2 separate regions of the Hordeum vulgare genome follow, and region 2 is linked to region 1. The links are chromatin contacts, called in public Hi-C maps. All regions are on one chromosome and are shown on one strand. The core of a region is the stretch at or near the end of the contact, and the rest is flanking DNA. Distances in the headings are between cores, read along the strand shown. Region 1 has its middle 62 kb from the start of LOC123412369. Region 2 has its middle 190 kb from the start of LOC123413208.

Region 1 (7,750 bases), core at 3,801-6,300:
CGCACGTTATAGTGCAATTTTGCAAACGGGCGTGTGTAGGAGCCCAAGCTGGGCCGACCCATTCTATTTATGCTTCTTTCAAAAACACTAAAAAGGTGACGCAACTAGGATTCGAACCCACGTCCCTGTTATGAACACGGAGGTATAACAACCTGGTCATCACCCTTGTTCTGCAGCACACCATTTCACTTACGCCTTTTATTCGGTTTCTTTTAGTTCGCAAAAGCCCTCTTTGCGAAGTTCAACATTTTTTTCTTGTTCCTTTTTATTTTCTTAATGCATCATTTAAAAAAAATCATGACCTTTTTTCTAAATTGATGAACTTTTTAAAAAATAGATAATTTCTTTTTCAAATTCTCATGAAGTTTTTTCAGATTCAATGCACTTCTTTTAAAATCCTTGAACATTTTTTTGAAATACGAAGAACCCTTTTATATTTTTTGATGAACTTTTCTCAGATTGGATGAACTTTTTTCAAAATTCATGAACTTTTTTTTTCAAATCCGATGAACCTTTTTTTGATTTTGATGAACTTTTTTCAGATTGGATATACTTTCTCAAAATCCATGAACTTTTTTCCAAATCCGATAAACATTTTTTAAATTTTGATGGACTTTTTTCAGATTGGATGAACTTTCTTCAAAATCGATGAACTTTTTTTCAAATTCGATGAACTTTTTTTCCCATTGCATGAACTTTTCTTCAAGTTTGATGATTTTTTTCAAATTTGGTGAACTTTTCTTAATTGTGTTGAACTATATTCAAATTTGTTGGGCTTTTTTTCAAATTCGACGATTTTTTTTGAAATTTGACAAAACAAATTCATATTCGGTGAACTTTTTTCAAACTATTGAACTTATTTAGAAATTTCATAAAAAAATCAATTTTGTGAAGTTTCCCAAATTCATGAATTTTTGCAATGTGTATAAATCTTTTCAATTTTTTGAATTATTTTTAAATTCGTGGGTTTAGAAAGTTTATTGAATTTCTTTTCAAAGTTTACGTTTCTTTTCATATACATTATAAAGCTATAGAATACTGTATCTTAATGCTGAATTTCGAGAAGCTCAAGTAGAGGTCTTTCCTTGTATTGGTCGTCAAAGGAAGCTGTGTCCAGTGGTTGATGTGAGTTGGTGCTGTTGTAGGCGAGGGGAGTTTGAGTCCCCTTACTCACATTAACAAAAAAATCAATTTTTGTAGCGTTCGAACGAACAAAATGGGGGTTTTTGCATGACACTTTTTAATGGGCTTTACCTTGAGAACACAAAACTTTGTTTGACAAAATTATCTCGCGTTACTAGACCAGAAATTCACTTTGGTTCATAGGGAGCTATGTCTAGTGGTTGGTGCCTGTTGGTGCTGTTGTAGGCGAAGGGAGTTCGAGACCCCATACTCCCACTTACGAAAAATAATAATTTTTGTAGCGTTCAAAAGAACAAAATAGGGGTTCCTGCATTACTCGCCTTACTCACATTGACAAAAAATTCAATTTTTATAGCGTCAGAATGAACAAAATGGGGGTTTCTGCATGACACTTTTTAATGGGCTTTACCTTGAGAACACAAAACTTTGATTGACGAAATTATCTCGCGCTACTCGACCAAAAAATCACTTTGGTTCATAGGGAGTTGTGTCTAGCGGTTGGTGCCTATTGGTGCTGTTGTAGGCGAGGGGAGTTCGAGTCCCCTTACTCCAACTGACGAAAAATAATAATTTTTGTAGCGTTTGAACGAACAAAATGGGGGTTTCTGCATGACACTTTTCCATGGGTTTTACCTTGAGAAGACAAAACTTTGTTTGACGAAATTATCTCGCGCTACTGGACCAGAAATTCACTTTGGTTCATAGGGAGCTGTGTCTAGTGGTTGGTGCCTGTTGGTGCTGTTGTAGGCGAGCGGAGTTCGTGTCCCCTTACTCCCATTGATGAAAAATAATAATTTTTGTAGCATTCGAACGAACGAAATGGGTCGGTTGCATAAACAGCCCAGCTACGAGCTCTGCAGGCGCTAGTTATCCAAACCGGCACTTTAGCTCCCGGCGCTTCTGCATGACACTTTTTTAATGGGTTTTACCTTGGGAACACAAAAGTTTGTTTGACGAAATCATCTCGCACTACTGGACCAAAAAATCATTTTGGCTCATGGATATAGATGTACCTATTGTCTAAATACACATTTAAAAAATATCGCGACAAAATCCCGCGTGTACATCCGGATATTATATGTTCGTGCGCAAAGTTTCGGCAGAAAAATACATTTTTTTGTGGCTTTTGTAAAAAAGATAAATTTTATTGCTTGATTATAACTATTCATAAGACATTTTTTAATCTTTTTTACACATGCCACAAAAAAACTTCTTTCTTTACAAAATTTTGTGTGCGAACATAGACATCCGGATGTACACACAAAATTATGGTTTGAAGTGTTTTAACATTAAAAAGTTAGTTTTATATATATTTCATAATAGGTGTATTTACACCAAGGAGCCAAAACAACACTCTCCTACTTGACTTGCTTTCACAGCTTTTAGCTTGAACATGGCACTAGAGCCTCCAGCTCATCTAGAGAAAATTAGTAGTAAGAAGTGGTGCGTCCCATCACCGCCGTATATCATGAGCTGGGCGCTTCCTCTAGATTTCCTTTTTTTACTCGTTCTTGGTTTTAGATGTGATTTTTTGTTTGTTTTTTGGGCCTTTTGGTTTTCTTCCAGTTTCCCCAAGGTTTTTGAAAAAGAAATGGCGTAGAGCATCGAAAAAAGATACGTGCTTCCACGAAAAGCACATATTTACTACTCCCTCCGTCCCAAAATAACTGTCTCAACTTTATACTAGCTCTAGTATAAAATTGTACTAAGCTTAAGACACTTATTTTGGAACGAAGGGAGTATTCATGAAGGCACAAATTTGCTTATGCGAGAAGCACACAGAAAGAGAATAAATATCCTCCCATGGGAAGCACATATTTGCTTTTCGTGGAGGCATAAATTTGCTACCCGGGAAGTACAACTATCATAGTTCTGTTTCTCGGAATAAGAAAAAAATTCTTCTTCCGCGAGAAGCACATACTTAATTCTCGTGCAGCAATAGATTTTTTTTGGCTCCTTTTTTCCCTTAGGGTTTTTATTGTCCGTTGTTTGTTTGTTTTTTATCTGTCTTTTTGTGTTGTCTTTTTTATCTTGTATTTTCTTTTATTTGGTCTCATTGTTTTTTTCTTAAAAAAGAAGTCCATCAAAAGTTATTAACATTGGATATAGTTTCGAAGATCTTGACGCGAGAAATCGAACAATAAAAATGTTCGGGATTTGGCCACACAATTGCAACAAGTTACGTACATGTAATATACCACTTATCAGTGCCTAAGAAGATGGGAGTGTTCTTCGCACATGGTGCCTAAACTAGTGATTCCGGAAATAGATACAAATTCTAGCAAAACCACAGCAGCCTGAACTGCGCCAGCCGATTGTAGCGAGCGGATTCACTATAATGTGGCCATCAACTACCCGTTCACTGTACCAAATCCGAACCTTTTATAGCGAGTGTTTTTTTTATCGGCTAGATTTTAATTCGTTTTATGAAAAACCAAATATTTTAATAATTTTTAGAATACTCTTTAAATAACTTGGACATTATTTTAAAATCATTTTTTAATTCAGCATTTTTGTAAAATCTCAAACATCTTTATTTTCAAATTAAACTCATTTTTTTCTCAAATTATGAACATCTTCAAAATATATATTTAAAATTCGATATATAAATCATGCATATTTTCCAAAAAGGCAAATAAGTTTTAAAAAAGTAAATATTTGCAGAAATTTTCATTTTAATATTTTAATATATTTTTATCAATTTTTTAACTTCTTTTCAAAAGGAAAAACTTTTTTCCGAAAACTGAGATTATGTAGGGAATATTCTGGATAAAATGACATTACTAGGGAAATTGGAGAAAGTGTTATATTACTTTCTTGTTTTAATTTCTGCCATGATCTTCCTGCTTTGAATGTTGAAGCATACATGATATCTAGATATAGCGTACCCCTCCTCCTGGATAGCCATTTGTGGTTAGGATCACTGCACGATCTTGATGTAATTCCATTAAACATTACGAGCGATCAATAGACATTAGCTATCTTTGCTACAGAAAATTCAATCGTCGAGAAATGTTTACGTTGGAGGAGGTTTTAGCTATGTTTTGGGAGCACCACATCTCGTGTTGGGAAACTTCCTGGAAAGTTTTCTTTCCTATTTTGAAATTTATTTTACCTTTTTTTGCTTTCATTTTTTACAATTTGGATTCGTAGATATCTTTTGAACTTTGTGAAAATCATTCGATTTGACAAATTAATTTTGATTTATTAAGTTTTTGAATTCCTAAAGTTTGTTTGAATTTTGAGAACATTTTTTTAAATTAGTGACCATTTTACAAATTCAGGGATGGTTTAAAGAATCCTCTATTTTTTTATTCCGCTGTTGCTTTTGAATTCACTAACATGCTTTCCAATTCGCGTACAATTTTAAAAATCAGTTAGCATTTTATAATTTTACGAAAAAATGTATTCTTGAATTTTATTTGAATTTGGCTATCCTTTTTAATTATTGTGAACTCATTAGATGAACAATTTTCAAATCCACAACCTTTCCAAATTGTGAGAGCATTTTTGAATTCGTCTGCATTTTCTGAATCTGCAAAGAATTATTTTTAAAGAACTCGTGAACATTTTTAAGGGTTTACTAAGTTTTTTAATTCATAAAACATTTCCAAATTCATAAATATTTTGTGACCATTTTTTTTGTATTCATGATTTGATTTTGAATTTTTTTATGTCTATTTGACATTTAAGTAAATTATTGCAATTTATGGGCTTATTAACTATCCATTTTTTTCTTTATTCCTGATTTTTTTTGTTAATATTGAATTTAAACTAGCCAAATGTGAAAAAACGAAATTAAGTAAGAGATAGGAAAAATAGGTTTGATTTCCTCGGTATGAGCGATGCATATCTGCGCCTCGGGTGATTCCTCTCGGCTGTATTCTAGGCAGTCTTTTCGGGAATTCTTTTCGGCGCTTAAAGCCCACAGCCACCTGGTATGCAACGGGTCGTTCCATGTAGGTGGTATTTCGGTTTTGTGAACTTTCTCTTCTCCTTTTTTTTCGATTTTCCTATATTTAATATATCTGGTCTTTTTCACCAGATTATTTACTGCTTGTTTTTGGTTTTGTGTTTTGTTTTTTCCATGAAAAACTTATTAAATAAATCCAATTAGTTAACATGTCTTGATTTTTTAAAATTCGTTCTTCTTAAAAATTCAGTATTCCTTTTATATTCTTGGATTGTTTCTAACTTTTGTGAATATTTCTTAAAAACTTATGGCGATTTTACATGAACAAGTAGTGGAAGAACCATCGATCAAGCAAAGAGATCGACTAAGGGAAGTGAGAAGCCCAACTCCTATTTGGCGCTCGTAGAGCCGGTTATATGGCTTTTCATTTGCGACTTAGACCCCACTTTGATTATTCTTGGCATGGGCCGACCCATTAATTGGCAGTCGAGCCTAACTATGAGCGCTTGTTTTGGGAGACTTAGGGCATGTTCTGATCTCCTTCAGCTTATAACTCGACCAAATTCAAAAAAGATTTTGAATAGAACACTTTTGCATCAAGAAGCTAACTTCTCGAAGTTGAGCCAAAGCACACTGCAAAAACCTGGAGCTCGGTTGACCCAGCTCCACCGATTAGAAAATCAGATGTTCGACCTTATTTGCAAGGAGTTGCCACTGTCATACATAACGGTTCGCTGCCTCCTTCTCGAAATATCGGTCGTATTTACAAGGAGTTGCCAAATTCGACTGCCACATCCTTCCCAGCTGGCCTGCAATGATGCGAGAAGCTGCCGATTGAAGCATACAAATTTTGGATCGCTAGCTGAAGCTAGAAGACACGAAGAGAAGCTGGATTTGTGATGTTTTGTGAAGCTGGAGGAAATCAGACGGACCCTTAGAGGAGCTTCCAGACCGGTTTTGGGAAGCTTTTAACCGATTTCTTTATTTTCTCATTTTCTCGATAGTTTTTTCTGTGTTTTATTTATTTATCCTTCTATTTCTTTTTTTTCTCTTTTAAAATGCATGACCTGTCTGAAATTTTTAAATCTTTTTCAGCTTGATGAAGTTTTTGGTCAAAATTGAAGGATATTTTTAAACTCTTGAATATTTTTAGAATTCAACACTTTGTTCAAATTTGTGAATGTTTTTCAACTTCACCAAGTTTTAGTCAAACTAGCATACTGTTTTCAGTTTTTGCTAACTTTCTAGTTAAACTTTGTTCAAGTTTTTAATGAACCTTTTTCTATCCCGTGAACTTTTTTCCATTGTTTGCATCTTGTTTATTGAAAGGAAAATCAGGATCCACAAACTTTCTCCGAATCCTTCAAATTTAATTTTTCAAAATCCATGAATTTTTTTTGAACTTGTTAATTTTTTAGCTTTTAAAATGTCTTTGTATTGTTTTGTTTTGAAAAGTGAGCAGCCAACTGGTCAATAGTGACCTAGGGAACCAAGGTGCCTTGGACGAGCGACTACATCGCCTTAATGTTGGGCCAACCTAGAAATGTGGATGCATGGGCGCATGTTCTCCACATGCTCAAGGCACGAACTAGGAGGCCTCAACTAGATGTCTCATCCAAGCCTAGCTAGTGTGCTAATAGAGTGTGGCTCACTTACATGAGCGTAAGCTCTAGGACATCACATTCATTCTTAGAGAGCTAGTTAAACAAACAAGTTGTTGGGTTACCGTTGTCTGTATAATTCCGGTATGGGAAAGTTTCTCACTCGATGATCCTTGTTTTGAGAAGCTTCTGGGAGATTCTGTCATTGTTTTCTCTTTTTTAGTTGATTCCTCAACAATTTTAACCAACTATTTCTTACTTCTTGTTTCTTATTATTTTTGTCTATTTTTCTCTACTATTAAAGCAGGATGTGCCGTCGTGATGGTTCAACCTCCACGATGGTTCGACCTCCCAGCGAATCCCACCTCTCGATCCCTCCTCCCACTCCCGTCGCCTCACTGATTTTTTCAATACCCTCCAAAAACCAACGACAATTAAACCGGTTTGACTCTCCTCGCACCCCTCGATCGTGCGGTAAAAAAAACCAATCCATCCCGCGCGCGCGAGCACGATGTGGTTCAACCTCCTTCGATAGCTTTCCCAATTACCTCGATCTTGATCCCCTCCATTTCGTGATGCACCCACGATCTCCACTGTCTTCTGCCCACGAATTTCCATCGAGGAGCAAGAAATCGGAATCGAGGCGGAAGGGATTGGCGGAGGGATGCGCGGGCGCGGGCGCAGATCTCGCGGCCCGACGGCTCACCTTGTCCTGCGTGCAGGCTTTGGTGGCGGCGTCCTCCACGGCGGCGGCCTCAGTGGCCTCGTCGTGCTCGCCGTCCTCGGGAAAGGCGAGCGGGGTGTCCCGTGCTGAGCGCAGGCAGCCGTCAGCTCTCGGGAATCCAATGGCAATGACCCAGTCAGCCTTCGCTCGCTGCCCCCCATCCCCTCTGCGGCGCTCAACTCTCCCTCCTCCCCGGCCTCCTCCCTCCTCCTGGCATCCCCCGAGGAGCACCGCGCTGCTCCATGCGCACCATCCGCACCATCCTCTGCAACCACCAGCACACCACCCTCCCTCCATCATCACTCCGCCCGCCGACGCCAGCCAGCCATGGTCTCGCTCGCCGGCTCCCAGATCCTCTCGCCCAAGCAG
Region 2 (7,750 bases), core at 2,709-5,208, 710 kb before region 1:
ACACGATAAACCCACGTAGCACTAATGCTAGAGATAGGGTAAGTGACATTTCTTTATGTTCCATATTCATGCTTATTTGGTGTTTCAAGTGCTAATTTGTTCTTCTACTTGTAGTTTACTATTGCACAAAACCTATTTGGAGGAGAAGAGAAGAAGAACAAGAAATGCAAGATCACGAATGGGAGAGCTTTTGTGTTGGCCCATTGCTACGAAGTGTTGAAAGATGTAGAGAAATGGAAGGCCCGTGATGACCAAGAGGAGAGCAAGAAAAGCAAGTCAACTATTGATTTGGATGATGATGAGGAGGAGGAGGCATCAACCGATGATGGCAAGAGGATCCCTACACCAAAATCGATTGCCTACCCCAAGCCGAAAAGACCAAACGGAAGTAAGAAAGAAGCAAAAGAAAAGAAGAAGAAGAAGAAGAAGAAGAAGAAGAAGAAGAAGAAGAAGAAGAAGAAGAAGAAGAAGAAGAGAGGAGATGATGAGCTAAAGAGTGTTATGGATGCTCTAGTGAAGGCAAGAAAGGAAGCTACCGAGGTGAGGAGGATGGCAAGGAGCCAAGATCCCGTGGCCGAGGAGAGGAGGTTGACGGCCGAGGAGAGGATTGTGGCGGCCGAGGAGAGGAAATTGGCATTGGAGGAGAAGAAATTGGACATGAAGGAGCGAGCTAGATTATTGGAATGGGAGAAACACTTGTTCTTGATGGACACATCTACCTTCGATGATAGGCAAAAGACGTTCATCAATCTTTCCCCTTGATGAAATCTTGGTCCAAAAAAGACCCATGGCCATGGGAGGCTTCGGAGGCATGTGAGCTATCATGGGAGGATTGGAAACAAGCATGGGAGGCATAGGTGGCCTCGGAGCTACCATGGGCGACATGTGAGGCATGGGAGAATCTACGAGAGGCATGGGTGGCTTCGGAGCTATCATGGGAGGCTTGGGAGGCAGGGGAGCATCTACGCAATGCATTGGTGGCTTGGGAGCTAACATGAGAGGCATGAGTTTTGCTTCTCTCATGGAAGGCATGGGAGCCACGTAACATGGGTGCACATATTTCTTCCGGTGTGCCACACATAGATTCGCATGATGTCATTGGAGATGGTCACGTGGATGGACGCATGACTCACAACGAGGACAAAGAATCGTCTCCGTCCTCAGGCGAAGAAGTGGACGAAGAAGAGGAGGAAGAAGAGGCATGATTGTCCATACGCCATTTGTTTGGATGTGATCATTTATTTGTCATGATTTTGGTTGGATGATTTTAAACTATGCCATGCAAATGAACTGTGCTATGTTGCTTGAATGCATATTTTTTGAAGTTTGAAATATCATAGCGTGTGGCTGCTCGCGCATGTTGCCATACAGGCATCTGGTTGCTTGTGCGCTGCATTTTGCAGCGCCTGCTGAAGCAAAATCTTACGTGCTATTTTGCAACACTTGCCAAAGCGGACGCCATGTCGCGCACTAAAAACTTTATTTCAACGTTGTAAATAATTTTGGCCCGCGTTGTGCGTGTGTTGAAGTTGCTTAAGATCCTGAATAAAGCTGTTACTGCACCACCAGGGGCACAATGACCAAGGTGGATTCCCCCGTCTGCTGGAGTGGCCAAGATCAGGGTTCCCGTCTGCTGGAGTGTCCAAGATCAGGGTTGATGGAGCAGTGGCGCGAGCCGCGAAGGACTTGTGGGGGGACATATAGTGTTGTATGCACGGATTCATCACGCATGTACCTTGGTGCTTCGGTTATCAGATGCCATGAAATTACTGATCCGACAACACTTGAGGTGCTAGCAGTGGCACTGCCAGAACTTTAATCTTGTGTAGTCATTTCAAAATTGAATAGTTAAATATGTAAATTTGTATTAATTTTTACAAAAAATTTACATCTAGGTGTTGATGTTACAAAAAACCTGAGAAGTCGATTAACTATCCAGCTTTGTATGTGGTTTTGCCATTGGGTGCTAGCCTGCTGCGAGGCACTAGTTTTAGCCACAAACCTGCTTCTGACACAGGTGGTCGGTGCATTAGATTGTAAAGGGGTTGTTCATGAAGAACGGACGTTTGGCTCCCGGGAGCCGTGGAGGTCGAATTTTTTGAAAAATTCAAAAAATTTGGTCTACATGAAGCTCGGCATCCAAAAGCAATTTCCGCCGTCCATGATATAACTTAGGAAACGGGAGGAACCTATGCAAATATTGTGAAGGAAATTGAAGCCATCTCACAACTGTTTCAGAGATGGACCTTCATTTTTGAAGCTCGGGAGACTAATACCACGCACATAGCCATGCCAAGCTTGCTTTTTGGTCTCGACACCGGGCGCCATTTGTGTCTTCTAAGCCCGCCGGACTTGCATTGTATCCCTTTGAACATTATTACGTAGTAATATGAGTGTGTTTGGATGCAAAAAAAGGAAGCTGGGTTCGCTGTTATCGCTTGAGTTTTTCGGGTTTATTTTTCTGTGCTTCTTCTTGTTTTTTTTTTGTTTTCCTCTTTTCTTTGCTTTTTCATCGGCTTCTTTCATTTCTTTCATCAGTTTCTACCGGTATTTTCATTCTTCTTCATTTTTATTTGTTTCATCTCAAGATTTATTTGTTTATTCTTTTGCTTTTGTTTCTTTTTATTATATATATTTTTTGCTTTCTATCTGGTTTCATTGTTCTTTCACGGGTTTCTCAGCTCAGTGTCCTTCTATTATCTTTTTCGTTTTTATTAGATTTTTTGTCTTAATCAATTTCCTTTCGTTAAAGACATGTTAACTCTCTTCCAGTACACATTCAATATTTTCTGTATACATCTGAAATATTTCAAAGATAAACACATCTTTTAGTAACATGATTAATAATTTTTGAAACCTTATTTTTTTATTTTTCTGATTTTTTCCATACACATTTTACATTTTTGGTACATGTCTAATATATGTTAATAATACAGGTTTAACATTATTCAAATACAAGTTTCACATTTGATGAATACATGGTCAACATTTTTGTCTCGTATTTACTTTTTTTTTAAAATACTAGATTAACATTTTTCAAATACAATATTAAAATTATTTGAACGCATGGTCAACATTTTCTCTGGGACGTTTCAAATTTTCAAATGTTTGTTTAAAATTTTCAAATTCAAGTTTAATATTTTTTCGAATATATGGTGACCATTTTCCAAATGGTTGATTAATAGTTTTCAAATACTTGTTTAATATTTTCACAAATGCTTGATTAACATTTTTAAATACATGATTAACTCTTTTCACACATGTTTTTATACAATTTAATATATAGGAGAACATTTTATGTAAACATTTAACTATTTAAAATGCTTGGTTAATTTTTATATAATATTTTATTGAAAGTGGTTTTTGTAATATATTTATGTAGAATAGTTTAAGCTATAAACGAAAGTAGAAAAAGAAAGACAACAAATAAAAAATGAACATGAAAAAACTAAACTGAGGTCTTCTGCACGGCTGCGCCGTCTATCTCGCGCTCCATTTTCTGTGAGAGTTCCCTAGCTGTAGCTATAAACAAGACAAAGGTGTGCCCGTTGTGGACTTGAGTTTTGGAAAAAATTAGGAATCCACTTATGTAATAGAACTGATGAACTAAGGGATTAAAAAATCCCAAATAATTTATTTTTTCTTTCTTATGGAAAACATCTTGTTCAAGGATTCTATAGAGATTTCATACATGAAAATGGGATGGTTACCTTTTTGAAAATTTGAACGAAGGCTCTATATGTATCTATGCTTCATTCTTCTAAAGGTGGGAAAAAAGTTCAAACCAACTAAATTTGATACTTGGGTAATAATTATTTTTCCTTAACCCAAAAACAAATTGGATCAATGTTTGATAAATCGAATTTCGTTATGATAGGCGTATTGACGAAATAGGTGGTGGGACGCACATGGCAAAGCCCGAAGTCCCGGCCCATTGATAGGCGTCGTAGCAGAGCATGCTTGCCGCAATGCAGGATTACTATAGCGTGGGAGTACTGTAGGGCACTTTTACGGAAATCCCTATTTGACGCGCGTTGCGTCAAAATACCTCAGTTTCGCATAGTCAGATCGAGCGGTTGTCAGGATTGGGCCGGCCCGTTTAACCGTCTCAGTGTTTCCGGTTTTGGGAACCTTCTACAGGTTTTCAGCCGGATTTTTTTTCGGTTTTGGAAACTTTTTAGAAGATTCCCTAAATTGTTTTTTTTTCACTTTTTTTTCTGTTTCAAAACTATTCTGCATTTTCGAAAAATGTTTTAGAAATTGAAAAAATGTTTCAGAATTTGAATTTTGTTTCCTTACTTTCGAAAATGTACGGAATTTGAAAAAAAAATTCTGAATGTAAAAAAATGTTTCGCAATTCTAAAAAATGTTTTGGAGTTTGAAATAATGTTCTGGTATTTTAAAAACTGTTCTCGAATTTGAAAAAATGTTCTGGAATTTGAAAAAATATTCCGGAATTTGAAAAAATGTGCTGGTATTTGAAAATATGTTCTGGAATTTGTAAAAATATCATGGAATTGGAAAAAATGTTTCAAAATTTGAAAGAATGTTCTGGAATTTGTAAAAATGTTCTGGAATTTGTAAAAAAATTCTGAAATATGAAATAATGTTCAATTTGGAAAAAGTTCCGGAATTTTAAAATAATTTCCGTAATATGAAAAATGTTTTGGAATTTGAAAAATCTTCCGGAAACTGAAAAAATGCTCCCTATGTTAAAAAATGTTCTGGAATTTGAAAAATGTTCCGGAATTTGGAAAAATATTTCAGAATTTTAAACTTTTCCGGAATTGTTTTTCCAGAATTGGAAAAACGATTTTGCACATATTTTATAAAAATGTTCCTGTTTAAAACAATTTGTTCTCATAATTCAGAAAATGTTTGTGCTTGAAAAATGTGATTGCACTTTCAAATCTGTTTGGGATTTTTCAAAATTGTTCTCCTTTTCAAAACTTCGTTCTCAAGATTCAAAAAATGTTCACGCTTCCAAATTTGTTGACGTTTTTTTAAAATTGTTCTTTAAATTCGGAAAATGTTTTTGCTTTAAATAAAAGTAAAGAAAATGAAAAAATAAAAAACAAATAGAAATAACAGTGAAGGAAAAAGATAAGAAAAAAGGAAATAAAACTGAGCCGGTCCATTAGGAGCACCCCCCCCCCCCTATGCGGCGCTGGAGCTCCCTGCCACAATGAACGGCAGGTAGGAGGTCCCCACTTTTACTACATCAGAAAGATTTTTTATAGCCTAAGGTTTATTATAGTTCGCGTTCAAGTAATTAAGAACATTCTTTAAATTTGTAAACTAATGTTAAAATGGGAATATTTATTGAAATTTGACAACTTTTTTAAAACATTCCAAAGAAAATTTTAAACATGAACATTTTTGTGATAAAAATTGCAAAAACAGAATAATTTTTTGAAATTTGGAAGTATTTCTATATCCTATTTTATTTTAATTTGTGAATACAAATTTAAAACTTCAACATTGTTCTATTTGTTCACGTCTTTGTAAAATTCGAACACATTTTCAAATATTATTTGAAGCACGAAGTTTCTATAATTTGTGTTTTCCTATAATTCGTAATTCTGATGAATATTCTAAATGTCTGAACATTTGTTTTAAAAAGAAAATAATGCTTGAAGAAAAACAAGAAGAAGCAGAACATAATCTGTTAAAAGAAGGACGAGAAAATCCATATGTGAAACAGACGGAAACCTTCTACATGAAGAAACATGAACTCTGGAAGGTTATAAAATCCACAAAACATGTAGCACCAATTGGGTCGGCTGATGAGTGTGCTATCTATGCGAAATGACTTTGCTCAAATCCTATTTGGTGCATGTATCGCCAATTAAATCAAATTGCTACAGATCACACGCCATAGTTTTCTTCGCTAAGTTTCATACTCCAACCAGCCCATCCACGTATTTTCTATGAAGCCCCAAGCATCCCATCTATGTATGTTTTCTGTGAAGCTCTCAACCGTTTTTTTAAGCTTCCAGAAGCTTTTGGTTTTGTTCTTTTTCTTAGTTTTTTTTTTCGGTTTTTCGCATGTTTTTGCCCTCTTTTTTTGGTTTTTTATAATTTTCTGTCCTTTTCCCTTATTTTCTTTGTTTTCCATTTTTCAGATGCATGATTTTTTAAAAATTTCTAAACTCTTTTCAAAATTAACGACTCTTTTATCGAATTTCGATTTATTTATATTTTTGAACATTTTATAAGTTCGTGAAATTTTCCAAATTCAGTATTATTTTCCAAATTTTGGAATTTAGAAGAAAAAACAAAATCATTTTTTTTCCGAAATTCACATTTTTAAAATTGTTAAATTATATCAAATTCACAATATTTTTTAATTTTCGTGAACATTTTTTAATTTACAAACTTCTTAAAATATGTAATCCTTTTTCAAATTTGTGAATGTTTTCAAATTTTGTAACACCAATAGCCACTTTATTTTCTTAAACAACAAAGCATCCCGAGTAGAGAAAACAAAAGCAAAAAAGGCGAGAAATATGGTATTTTATTGGGCGGGGCGATGTGCGAGCGCGTGCATGCATGGTGACAGACTAGCTCAACAAGCGTTGGAGGAGGTCTCGAGGAATTGCCCTTATTCCGCGCATCTCCAATAGCAGCCCTATTTTGGGCACAAAGAGGTAAAAAAGCTTCCCAATGGTTGCCCAACTGCAACATTTTTTTCAAAATAAATGGGTAGCTCCAAATACAATATGAAGTCATACAAATATACACCCCTTCGATTGTTGCCTAAAAATCGCTCGGCTCAACACGACGCCTGGGTGTGACCATTTCGCTTCCGCCACATGCTGGATCTCCACTTGCTGCCGCCACTCTGCTGCCCGCTGCCATCTTCACCCCGACCACACCACTCCCCTCCTCCAACTCGGATGACCACCGTCGTTTCCCCATCGCTCTAATTTCGCTTCTGCCCGCGACGACCGCCGCTTTATTTTTTGCCAATTATCGCCGCTCCGCGCCCGTAAAGGTCGTAACCGCTAGATAATGTCCCTCCGAGGTGGCCTAGTGGTCGTCGTAGCACCGTTGTATGCCGCTCGAGTGGATCGACGACGACGGCGTGACGTCGTCGATTTTCGATCGCACAACAGGCTTCCTCACATCATCGGAGGATGTCATGTGGCCGCAATATGATCATTGAGAACAAGCGTGGACAAGATTTGGACTATAGTATGGATGACCTCATGGCGATCTCGATTCGGCCGAGTCGGAGGCAAGACCAACGTTGTCGCTTTCTTGAGGCCTACGATGAGTTTCGAGATGCCTATACAAACAAAAATCTTTAAAAAGATGTGATGGAGTGGTGGGCATGATAGGGCAATAACGGGTCTAGTGTTATCTCTTTGTTTGTTGCATTTTGAAAGCATAACTTCTCCCTAGGTGGTTTTTGTAATTAACAACAACATATAGTTCATTGAACTAATGAGCTTATCAAGTATTCCACGGGAAAATTCAATGAATGGATTGGCTAGGAATTATGAGAAGGATCCCATAAGATGCAAAGAACATTTATTGGCAAAAGCTTCAAAACTCTACATTTTGTTTTATGTAATCAATCAAAATTGAGTCCATAGGAAAGCCAATACGTATTAAAAGGGCATGGGGTACTAATGATGATCTGGTTGCTCAAGTGCTTAGAGATATGCCACCAAAAGCCTCAACCAAACTCTCACAAAAGATTCTGTCCAAAACCCTAAACTACCAAATTCGGTGGAACCAAGTT

What was found. Hi-C and Micro-C count contacts between places; a contact is called where the count stands out from the background.
Region 2: a contact with region 1 is called in a Hi-C map of leaf, with 2.4 times the contacts expected there. The contact joins two enhancer-like sites. A contact is called at or near these places in 3 of 6 Hi-C or Micro-C datasets (leaf and seedling).

The regions. Positions count from the first base shown.
Region 1 is chr7H:96,750,956-96,758,705 of MorexV3_pseudomolecules_assembly, reverse strand. It overlaps the pseudogene LOC123408386. Among protein-coding and RNA genes, the nearest start is that of LOC123412369, 62 kb to the left of the region's middle. Within about 2 kb of position 5,050, at least 1 of the 3 cell types and tissues checked has open chromatin away from gene starts, as enhancers often do. A contact at or near this core is called in leaf, where this site is marked.
Region 2 is chr7H:97,462,854-97,470,603 of MorexV3_pseudomolecules_assembly, reverse strand. No RefSeq gene overlaps it. Among protein-coding and RNA genes, the nearest start is that of LOC123413208, 190 kb to the left of the region's middle. Within about 2 kb of position 3,958, at least 3 of the 3 cell types and tissues checked have open chromatin away from gene starts, as enhancers often do. A contact at or near this core is called in leaf, where this site is marked.